2 separate regions of the Salvelinus alpinus genome follow, and region 1 is linked to region 2. Evidence: chromatin contacts called from public Hi-C data. All regions are on one chromosome and are shown on one strand. The core of a region is the stretch at or near the end of the contact, and the rest is flanking DNA. Distances in the headings are between cores, read along the strand shown. Region 1 holds the start of LOC139575917 (vesicular glutamate transporter 2.1-like). Region 2 holds the start of LOC139575029 (neurotrophic factor BDNF precursor form-like).

Region 1 (6,109 bases), core at 1,721-4,220, 440 kb before region 2:
CAAGTACTTTAGAGTGTCTAGTTTGAGAAACAGATGCCTCACAAGTCCTCAACTGGCAGCTTCATTAAATAGTACCCGCAAAACACCAGCCTCAACGTCAACAATGAAGAGGCGACTCCGGGATGCTGGATTAGCTAACACAACGTGCCATTGGAACACAGGAGTGATGGTTGCTGATAATGGGCCTCTGTACGCCTATGTAGATATTCCATAAAAAATCAGCCTTTTCCAGCTACAATAGTCATTTGCAACATTAACAATGTCTACACTGTATTTCTGATCAATTTGATGTTATTTTAATGGACAAAAATGGCTTTTCTTTCAAAAACAAGGACATTTCTAAGTGACCCCAAACTGTTGAACGGTAGTGTATGTTTGGTCTGATAGAGCCCTTTCCAGTGGATATAATCTACACTCCATTTGAAATGTTTTGAGTGGCATATTAAGTCATACCAGACAAAATATTAGCCATGTTTTTGGGGTTGCATTCCTCTTTCTTATTTAGATTTATGGCGAGATATGCATCTTGTACATATGATTTCTTCTGGTGTGGGAGGCAAATGTGTTTTTGCCTGTGTTACTCGCACATGTATCTATCTGCTCTTTATTTTGACACTTATCAAACTCATTGTAAGCAGGAAAATCAAATTCCTCAGCCCTGTTAGTCATTACTCACTTAAGTTAAGTTGATCATTCCTGTCTGCTTTTTCTGTCATACTCTGTGTCTGTACTCCGTAGCACAATGGATGGCCTTCTCTTTTTAATTTTGTTTTAGCACAGAGCACTTATATGGGACTGATTTGATTTAGCCAATGAGTCTTTCAGACAGAAAACTCCACTACATTATTACTGTTTAATGTCAATCATTCCAACATGTCTGGATGGTCTCATATTAAAAGGAAAGTTGACTTTAGATTACATGTTTCAAAACAATTGTTATGAAATTCAACTTCAAAAGGGACTGTAGCTTATTGAATCGATTTCAAGTTACTGTAGTGTGATTTGTGCAAACAGAGGTGTTAGCTATACAGTATATAGACTCAGAGTATGCATCACAATCTCGTGTCCCATAGACATTCAATGTAAGGAGACATGCATATTTTAACAACATGAGTGAACTGTCCACTTTACAGCAATAAATTCACACTATTTTATCACAGCCAGTATACACATGAAGAATGTTGGGATATGTACAGTAGTTGCCACATTAATTTCAGTAAACAACCCACTTATTATTTAGATTGTTGTACAGATTACATTTGTAAAGGATAGTTTACTCAATGTAAGATTAGGTATTTCTGTAGTTTATTGATCAGTTTTGATTCTGTAGGCTTTTTCTAGGTTCATCTGTTTTGAACTAATCTGTTTTGTAAATGTTAATAGCCTCTCATGCTGAAGGTGGACACTATACCCTTGGATGATTTTACTTGGTATAACTTCAACCTCAAAGTCACATAGTGATGTACCATCTCAGGCTTGTCAATATCCCAGTGCTTGACTAACACCACTCTCAGCCATACAGACAAAATCCATTGGGAGACTCTTGACTCCTCATGTCCTTCTTGCATGCAGGGTGGAAGCCATAGTACATGACCAGTAGATCAATGCCTTAAATGTCTATGTTTACTTTTTGGGATGTTCTTCAAAAACAATAACTTTCTATTGTTCTATTCCTATGATGTTTCGAAACTCATATGTTTTTATATCATAGTCTGTGTTGTCTAAATATGTCGTGTCTTGCTTGTTTTCCTTGAAAGGCTATTGAACTTATTAACAACATTTTGATAATGTAATTGCTTTAAATAAAATATTTCAGGATTTTAAATGTGTGCACTCTACAATTTACTGTATAACTAAGAAATCTCAAATTCACATGTATTTACAGTTGTTCAAAAATATTGTCAAACAAACATGTATAGAATAGAATAATACAGGCATGACAATAGTAGCCTATTCATATGAGAAATATTTCAAATATTTGACAAATAACAGTCAATATCATGTTTTTTAAATAAAGTTGATCGTCACGATTTCACACCCAGCCAGTGTACGTCGAGGATGTCTCATTGGCCTAATGCAAAAACCTGATAGGAATTATAGTAAGTGCCCGCCAGATGGCATCAGTGCCTCAATCCATTTATATTGTATTAGCATTAGGTAGGTGCCAGTTTATTTCAGAATCCCCATGTGTCTCTCAAAGGTGTCTGGCTCTCACATTTTAATATTTCACAATGACCCAACTTCAGAATGAATTGTGGTGGAACCGCAATTCTCTCGAAATAGTCAAAAACATGGATCAATGATTTTATTATTTGCAACATTGTTTCAATGAATATGCATGGAGTAGCCTCCATATTCTACCCTTCTACCCTTTGATGTTATAGTTACAGTGGTGTGTGTGTGTGTGTGTGTGTGTGTGTGTGTGTGTGTGTGTGTGTGTGTGTGTGTGTGTGTGTGTGTGTGTGTGTGTGTGTGTGTGTGTGTGAGCAAGCGAGAGAGAGAGGTGGGTGAAAGTGTATGTGTGGGGGATGCCTAAATTATTGATGAATTCCTGTTTTCACGAGAGCTCATACGAAGGGAATCAAGCCCTCGTCTGGTTTCCATAGCACCGCCCTCCGGAGGCTAAGACAGTATTTTATGTAGGCTACATGTAGACTTCATGTCTGGTATAAAAACAAACATTGGGAAAGGTTGTAAAACTGGAAATGACTTGCGTTTGTAATGTCACCATGCATTGCCCTCACACTTTGTAAGGTTATGATTTCCAAATGCAATCAAACCATCCTTTCTTATTCCAGCCTGAACCACTCCCTAAATCAGTCGATTACAGTATAACAACAATAGCTTTCAGGACAGTAGGCTATATTGAATATCGCTCTGGTGATCAGTAATGGGGATGCGGCGTGCACCACGCGCAGATAGTGTGCACGAGGCTGTCGCTGACCTTGGTGCTGAACAGCCAGAGGTTCTCGCGACGTCAGAAAAGCTGGCGGTCTCCACATGAGACGCGCAAGCCCAGCTCTGTGGTTTATAGAAGCAACTCCACACACCGCTAGTTCCCGCTTTTACTGATTGTTTTTTTTGTTTAAAATGATATGGTTATCACCGTAGACGCTTCTAACGTTTTTCTCTTTCGTTCGCTTTATGAATTATCTGTAGATTTTCATTACGATGGCATTGCATGCACTTGTACGTGAGGCGAACGATGAGTTTATAATGGTGAATGGGGAATCAGAGCTCATCTGATTTCTCTCATATGTAGGCGTTTTACAGCGATCGACGCGTGATAGGCTACAGATCTTGTCTGTTTTTCTTATCAAATAATCATATACATCGCTTGCTTCACCGGTTTGTTCGGTCACATTGTACCGTAACATGAAGCTTAAACAATAGACATTTTTGAGAAAAACATTACATTTGGATATGGAGTCCGTCAAGATGAGAGCCAAAGAGGGGATAAAGGAATTTGGGGCGAAGACCCTGGGGCAGATGTACAAGTAGGTGTTGAAATTCTGTTTTATATGCAGGCTAGCCCATGTTTAAACATAGGGCTGGTTATGATTTCTGTATTTTCAAGTGATAGGCCTACAATATGGTGGTGTAATATGGTGGTGTAATGGTAGTAGACTACTTACTGTACGTTCCTATCCTATGCCGAGAAGTGTTTTACTTTTATCTCAAACAGCTTGCAGTCATGGTCACGCCTCTAATAGACGTAGTGGGAAAATTATGCAATTCTGTATAACCTCGTGAAAGCACAGGAAGGACCTTGATGCATGTGGAAAAAGTCACTAATACATTCACGCATTAAACAGATAGCTATGAAAAGCATTTGCCGTGAACTAGCCTAGTATGTATGCGATTAGATTTTAAAAAATCCACGGAGTGTTATCTTCGTTTGCAACTGGCTTGTGACTGCGTCCCTGTAATATTTTAAATATTTTACAGAAAACTTCCTGTAGTTGTGGGAGGGTATCTATTTCATTATTTACGGGATGGGTATCGATTTATTACTAGTCTAAACGTCTAACTGATTTGTCTTGCTAAGTGGCAAGGCCTTCATTCAGACATATATTCTGATGCTTGTAGTTGCAGCATACTGTCAATAAATGTATTGTTGAAGCTCTAAATGAATAGATTTCGTTTTGGTTAGAATTTTTTTTCGATTCATTGTTGCTTCCTTCGATAGGCCTATTTGGATTCCAAATCCCACTTTAAACTTAGTCTGTATGAAATAACAGTTACATGTTATTGCGTAAAAAATATGTATTTTTCGTTCGGCATAACGAAATGATCACCTTAATGTAGTTCATGTAAATTACACATTATGTGCAGTAGTTTTGATATTCCAAATGTATTTTCTAAACAGGAGTGCATAATTAGCATTCGTCATTGTTACAGTGCCGTTGTGAATAAGATAGAGTTCTTATAATTTTTTCCTTATGCCGATTTCACATCATTTTTTTTAGGTATAGGCCTAATACTGTAACTGTAGGCTAAGCTTTATTTGGCAAACGAATGAATTGTGCATATGGTCATAAATGCATTTGAAACCGCAGCGTGAATGTTTGCCTGGAGAGATGAGCAACTGCCCAAACCGTGAATGCAAATGAGGGTGAAGGTGAGCGGTTGCTGCAATGCGGTGGAGGCATCTTCATTCGCTTCTTGCTCCAATCTACGATGCTTTTTTTGGCATTCGATGAGATTGAACCTGGTGCCGCTAACATACAGCACTATTTTCTATTAATAGTTGCTCAATTACCTTGCTAAAGTAGACTTTTCGTTTAATGAAAAAACTAAAACATTTTCTGGATCATGTTAGTTATCATGTTCTGAATCATGTTGGTTATCATTCATCAAATAGCGCCCCCAGTCGTTGGGGCGAATACACTATCCTCATAAAACAACGGATTGAATAGGCATAGATATGTAATGCAGACCTAGATGACCTAATAAAATGATGTTTCAGTACGCTATCCAAAGAAGATGGTTTTAAAATAGAAATCAGTCTTCTTCCTTATTTTCAAAAACTTCTAAATTTTAAAGACTATTATTGGACATGATGCAGGCCATATTTTGAAGGCTGCAGGCTATAATATATAGGCATGTAGGTCTATCATTTAACTTAATTGCAGGCCTGAATTTTTGCTACACTAAAATGCCTTTATATTTCATAACATTCAAATATCAAACGTAGGCTAATCTATTAATTTGAGGCTGATTAACCGAGGAAATTTGATGACTTTTTATCTGGCTGTTTGAAGGGTGATGGAGAAGCGACAGGGAACTGGTGAAGTTATCGAACTAACAGAGGACGGCAGGCCCTCTGAGGCCCAGGAGAAGAAAGCACCTCTGTGCGACTGCACATGTTTTGGGCTGCCCCGTCGATACATCATCGCCATCATGAGCGGTCTAGGCTTCTGTATCTCCTTCGGCATCCGATGCAATCTGGGCGTGGCCATCGTGGGAATGGTCAACAACAGCACTATTCACAAAGATGGGAAGATCATCATCACAGAGGTGTGTGTGGTGCACACTTTACTGACGTCAACATCGTGTCACCGCCATCCCTAATTTGTCGACCCTAAAAATAGTCCAGATGTTGGAGGTCTCCTAATCTTCTCACACTTGACCTGACCTTATATTGAAAATAAAAAATAGGCAAAGGCAGATACAGAACATTTCCCTTAATGTATTGGTTTTCTAGCGAGATTATCTAATTATTTTTCAGTGCAGCCATAATAGGTATGCCACAACCATAAACTATTGTATCCCATAATAACACAGCATTTAGCCTGTGTGTCCTACACATCGGAATTGGGTACCGTATATGATAGTAGTGATTATAGCTCACATTTCTGCTAGTCACTATATGCTTATTTACTGTTATGATATGAGAGCCTTATGCTTTGGTTATTACGGTTATTATACGGTATTATACGTTTTGTTAATTATTGTATTGAATTATAATGAAATTATACATGTGAAGAGGATTTATTATGTTTCATCGATTTTTTATGGTTTGTATTGTTGTCTTTGTTTTTATTTCACTGGAAAGAAAGCGAAGTTCAACTGGGACCCAGAGACAGTCGGTATGATCCATGGTTCG
Region 2 (6,081 bases), core at 1,036-3,535:
TACATGCATAAGTAATAATGCATGAGGAATCTATTGAGGAAATGATCTTACAAACCCACAAACAATTTTTAAAACATGATTGAATTCTACTAAAGACAGTGGATCTATTGGTTTGATTTTGATGATCAAATCAGGGTAAAAATGATATCGCAACTCAAAACTATGTACTGTTGCTATAAAATGAACAAAAAACTAAAGCCTTAGTGACTATTGTATGAGACGAGAGAATCCTGGATAGAGAACCTACAGGTAGTTAGTTGATGATGCTGCAGGTGAAGAGTTGCTCACCCCCTGCAGAAACAGACTGGCCATAGGGCAGTTAGGGCAAATGCCATATGGTCTGGTCCAGCTTTAGCAGTGGGCAGGTCTAAATAGGGGGTTTTGTACAGAATTATCATTACTTGGCTAATAATGAGCCTCGCAGGAAAAAAATGGGCCGGTGTGTTAGAAATCCCTGGGCCGATTTCAGGTCCCAGTCCGTCCCTGACCCTGTGAAGAATGCATAATGGTGGGACCTGTGAGTAGTTATCACAGGAGTAGGTCTAGTTTCTGTTCGTTGAGGATTCAGGAACTGGAAATGTATCATATCAATGTGTTGACTCGGAGTAACAAGTTATCATATGTTTGTTACAATGTTTTTTGCTCATACTGAGTTTTTGTGCTGACTGAAACTGAGTTCCCTCTTGTGTGCATAGTGAATATGCTGTAATGAAACATTGCCTGATCTGTTTTAATTGCTTTGGGACTTTTGTTTCAAGATTGCTAAATGTACGGTCCCTGCTGTTCACTGACCTGTTTTGCTTTAAACATGAAGTTCTTGGTACATGGCCCCATTGTAGGAATCACTTCCTGGAATGGTCTTGGTGTTGATCCGTCTTGGATCTGTCCAATCACAGCTTGGAAAGATAAGAGATTATTCCTAACAAACCAGTTCATCTACAACACTTAAAGTCATGTGCATGTTTTGTAGACAGGAGGTGACTGATATTGTTGGGGAGGGCACATGGCATAGGGGAGAATGCCATGCCAACTAACATGCAGTCCAGGAATCAAGCGATCAATTGGTGACCTCGGAGTGAGCCATAAGATATTGTGGTGCAGAGTGCGGGGGAGGGCATGGATAGTGGAAAAGGGGCGAGCATGAGTCAGTGGCAGAGTGTGTGAAAGCTGTGGGAGCAGAAGAAGCGTTAACAACATAACAAGTAGATGTAAGTCAAGTTGCCATGTTATGAGGAGGACTATGGAGGACTGAGAGTAGGATGACGGTAGAAGACGGAGAGGTGACGGGTGAAGTACATTCTAGTGTACCACCTTCTAGAGAGCTATGCTATGTGCTTGTGGGAGGGCTACTACTAATCAAACTTAGTGATCTAATAATGTGTGGTTCATCCACAGTTTGCCTTAATTTAGCACGGAGTTGATCGGCGTCTAAAGTAAGTGAGAATTAAAAATGAAAATGTAGTATCCATTGCCATGGAGGGAGACTTATTTTTGGGTGCTGTTATTTTTGCCAAACAAAAAAAGTCTTAGGGAATAGCCTTGCTGTAGAACAGGTATGGAAACTACATCCACTTTTAGTTGATATGTGATGAGCTATGTAAAAAAAACATTTTCTGTAAAAAGAATAAGTGGCATCTGATTGTGCACAAGTGATGTTTTTGAAGGTATCGAGTTGATTTCAGGGACTTCATAGTCTTGCAAAGCCCTCTTGACTTCCATAACCCACCCCAAATACACACACACAGTAACACACACACAAACACACACACACAGGTTGATGGAGTTTATGGATGTGTACCTGGGGAATGCTATCTCTCTTTACCCTAGAAGTGGTCCCTTGGACTGGAAGTTAAAATAGACATACAGTATGTACAGAATTAGACTTAGGGGAGGGTTACCATGCATGCAAGTGTCAGTGGTATCGTGTTTTCAGGTACAGCCATCTGATTGAGTAGTGTGTTACATTGTTAAACCTAGTTGTCTAATTAGTCCGACAGTCCACGTAGCCTATTTGTTGTGTGTGTTCATGTGCTAGAGATCTAATGTAGCCATAGGCTACCATTCCAACAGTATTTGCCATGAGCGACGAATTATTAATACCATTCTGTTTCACTTATTTTACAACTCCCTAGATAGTTCGAATCCTGGTTCAAAGTTGGGCAAATATCTCCTATTACTCATGTTACTTACCAGTACATTTGTAGCGCATATACGAGTGTCACAGGTGTGACGAATACCCCAAGCATAGCGCTTCGTCACTGCATAACAATTAGATCGCTGAGTGTTCGCGGTGCAACTGATGGAATTTTACTGAAAACAGATATCGCGTTTGAACTTGGAATTAATGATTGTAAACTGAAACATTTAGGATTTAAACCATTGAGTTGTGGGCTACAGCAAAATACCTAAACATATCTAGAAGTTTAGGGCATAGCCTAGACTACTTGAAGACGTGGATTCACTTCTGATTTTTCTAGGCATTTGAAAACGAAGCAAATAACAGTATATTGCAAATGTAAGTATATGAGTCTGGCTCTGTTTCGTCCTCAACGCTAGTTTTATTTTTAGCAGCAACAAGTTCTCAAAGAACATCATCTCAATAGCGAGAGGGACGATAAACGATTGAGAAATGTTTGTCTTATCCGGTATCATCCCACCTCTGATTGTAAAAAATAGAAATGTTCAAAGTTGTGCGGGCTTTGCGTAATATTGCCTGAGTGGTAACAATAGATAGGCAGCGAAAGATATAACCTAGGCTACTTCGTACATATGTCTTATATTGTACAACTGTTAGGGGGGCTCAATATTATTGTGCAAACATAGCCTAATTTAAAGAACTGAGATTGTATTAATTGAGTGGTCATTTAGGGTCCCTCATAAACTTGACTGCCTTCGCTTATTTCAATCACGTAAGACCTCTAATGGCGTTGTCCGGGAGAGGGTATTGCGTATATCTGTCTTTCTATCTATACAGGCTTTTGTGAAAATCGCGGCTGGTTGTTGTTTGTCCTGACTGTAGAGCCACCAAGGTGTTACAGAGTTTAAGCACGCGGAGATTGCAAAGGGTTATTAGATTGATAAGTCACCGAAGTGGTGGGCGATCTACTGAGCACAGCAGAAGTTCTCATATGATGACTTCAAACAAGACACATTACCTACCAGCATCTGTTGGAGTGAGTGGATATTAAGACACTTCTATCTCCAGGACAGCGTTGAGGAAAATGGTAAGTAACATGGAAATACAATCGAAACAGGAATGGTATCCAAGAAATAGCAATGCTTGCGATTTAATCCGGGAATTAATATAGGCTAGCTGGATGATGGGATGGACTCTGTGGGCTACTTAAGAAACTCTCAACAGAAACCCATGTGTTTGTTAAGAAGGATGATATTGGCAAAGCTTCTGTAAAAAGATTGGAAGTCATTTCTAAGCTCAAGAAATGCAGGTAAATTATGTATTGGGATATATTGTATCATCTGTGCGCGAAATGTGCGAGTGTGCTGTATTGTCTTTCAGGACTTTAAGGTTGTGTATATTGCTAACCAGGGTTTTATGGTATGTATTGAATATCCTATTTTCAAGTGTGGTGCCAATGAAAGCAACATGTGTGTACCTGTCGTTCTGCCCTATACATGACTTGAAGAGTGCGGCAATAACGCAGTAGGATCAGCATTGTTAGGTGTACAGCTATTTGGAGACGCTATTTGATTGAGCCTTTGTGGTGACTAGGGGCTTTTGGTATAGGTGCTGTTTTTCTTAAGGTCCGGCCAACATGTGATCAAATATTAACAGGACAGGCTTGGGGAGAAAAACGTTCACGTGACAAGGCGTTGGGAAGCAGTAGAGTAAAGCAGTATCAAATGGCACTTAACAAAACTATAGATTTTTTTTGCCCCCTTAGTTACCCTCGCTGTGTTATGCTTTCAGCACGTTGGACAGAGGCACCGGAGTCGTTGCATGGACTAAAACACCAAGTGGACATCAACTCTCTTTTGCTGTTCCCTTACCAAAGCTGGGGAATTTTTTTCAACTTTTGGTAAGCGTATGCTGAGGGAGCCCTGTGATCTATAACGGAAAACAGGAGAAAAGCGCGTGTCAATGAAGGGCTTGCGCTTTGAGATTTGTCTCGCCACTTAGAGCATGTGAAAGTTGAAATCTTAGAGCCGCTGTATAGGGCGTGCGTTCTTTTCAAGCTCCAGTCTTGGTATACAGCGTTAACTTTGGGAAATGCAAGTCTTGGTCTTGGAGATCTAACCACTGATAGTGGTTGTCAGCCCTTGAAAAGGTAAGAGTTCCCTCCATTGTGATTCATTGTTATTCATCCGCCATCCTTGTCATTATCGCCTATATTGTTTTGTGGTTTCAAATTGAACTTGGATCCTATCAAATGCACCGTCATGGTATTGTGCATTGATTTGCGTGAAATTATATCCAGCTAATTATTTTCCAATTTACTATTTTGATTTGATTTGATTGATAACAGTCAGCGTTTATGGATTTATGCAAGGTGCTATTTCACCTCATGAAAGTTTCGTTTGAAGGATGTATATTTTTATACAGATTACAATATTTCTCAGTACTATGAGTGCATGACGGAGCCTTAAATTAAACACGCAAAGCACTCGTTTAGGTTTATGCTGTAGACATTTAGCAAACGCTCTTGTTCAGAGCGACTTACCAAGGCTATGCATGAAGGGAAGCTTAATGCAACTCGTAAACAAAACCTTTAGAATCACTCAAATATATTTTTTTACATTTACTGCAACACAATCTAGGCTACGGGATCCCGTCTCCCAATCGAAATGGAACTTTTGAATGCGCAATTCATGAATCATTCTACCCGGCACTAAGCAGAATAATGGTGCATATCCTAAATAAAATATTAGCCTCAACCCAGGCTACCTCCTTCTCACTGACTCGCTTCATATTAGGGCATATCTATCTATCTATATGTATTTTTGTTTGTCTCGCATATCAAACTATTGTATTCCTCTCTCAGCCCTAAGCGGCAAAAAATAGCCTACTCTTATCTGTTTAACATCTTACCATCCTCCGTCATCGCGATCAAATCACTTGTGTTTTTACTACAGCCGCTCCTCGGTTTCATTCATACTGCGCTTTCACTCTAGCACTAGCATCACCTGCTACCCCTCTTTGTCCGCGCACAAGTCTGTGTAGCCCACATTCGACCTGTCGGAGACAACTTCCACGTTTACAATAAATAGCAAAACCACAAATTACACAATGATTTAATGAAATATGAAGAACAAAAACATTACCGAGAAATCACCTCATAGAAATCAGAGGAATTTCAAAGATGCAATCAGAGATATGAAATTACAAGAAAGATAGGCGTGGTCAAACTGCCTATTGACAGATGTTAGGCTATGGCTGGCTAAAGGTGGTGCGAGATAAGATGGCTTGATAAGAAATTGCCCAAAAGCAGTTTTTTTTTAAGACAGTAGAAAACCAGGCATGCAAGATTGCGTTGATCTTCAAATTGATTAGTCCGCGACAATGTTTTTGCTGACTTAACAGCCAACGGACTTTAGAAATTCGTCTTGCGTGCCAGCGAAGAAACTGTGGATATTGTCTGTATTCAATCTATCTCTTTGTACGGCTTCAGTTCAAAGATTCTGATTTCAGGACGATGCTATTGAATGGCAAACAGCTGCAAGAAAAACCCTAAGATATCAACGCCCACAAGCGCTCGCAGCCCTGTTTTAATCAAGAAGCTTCCAGTGGGGTTACATTTCAATGCATTATTGATGCATTATCCTCATTTATAGGCTACGTCTGAATTATTACAGCTTCATTGTGTTTTTAAATGTTTAAGTTCAATTCTAGCTTGCTTTAGAGAACCAAATAAGGCTCTTTAAAACATAGTCCATGCGTGACTCATTATTTAATTAAATAATTTACTTAATCATTTAACGAAATGAGTATACTTATTAGGCTATTGCCTATATGAAAGCAGGAGACCCGTTAGTTAGGATGACGCTGTAACATATATCAGCTGTAATAATAAGAACAAGAGGAATCATGTTCATATTATTTAAAAAATGTTTTATATAATAGGC

The links. A called contact is a pair of places that touch in the nucleus more often than the background predicts.
Region 1: a Hi-C map of red muscle shows a contact between it and region 2, with 9 times the contacts expected there. The contact joins the promoter of LOC139575917 here to the promoter of LOC139575029 in region 2. A contact is called at or near these places in 2 of 3 Hi-C or Micro-C datasets (muscle and red muscle).

Annotation. Positions count from the first base shown.
Region 1 is chr5:31,229,299-31,235,407 of SLU_Salpinus.1, reverse strand. It overlaps LOC139575917 (vesicular glutamate transporter 2.1-like), which reads left to right and starts at 2,970. Exons shown (of 12, transcript XM_071401355.1): 1 at 2,970-3,497; 2 at 5,265-5,520; 3 at 6,059-6,109. The coding sequence starts at 3,424. It overlaps LOC139575914 (anoctamin-5-like), which reads left to right. Exons shown (of 21, transcript XM_071401353.1): 21 at 1-1,825.
Region 2 is chr5:30,789,385-30,795,465 of SLU_Salpinus.1, reverse strand. LOC139575029 (neurotrophic factor BDNF precursor form-like) reads left to right here and starts at 2,285. Exons shown (of 2, transcript XM_071399952.1): 1 at 2,285-2,515.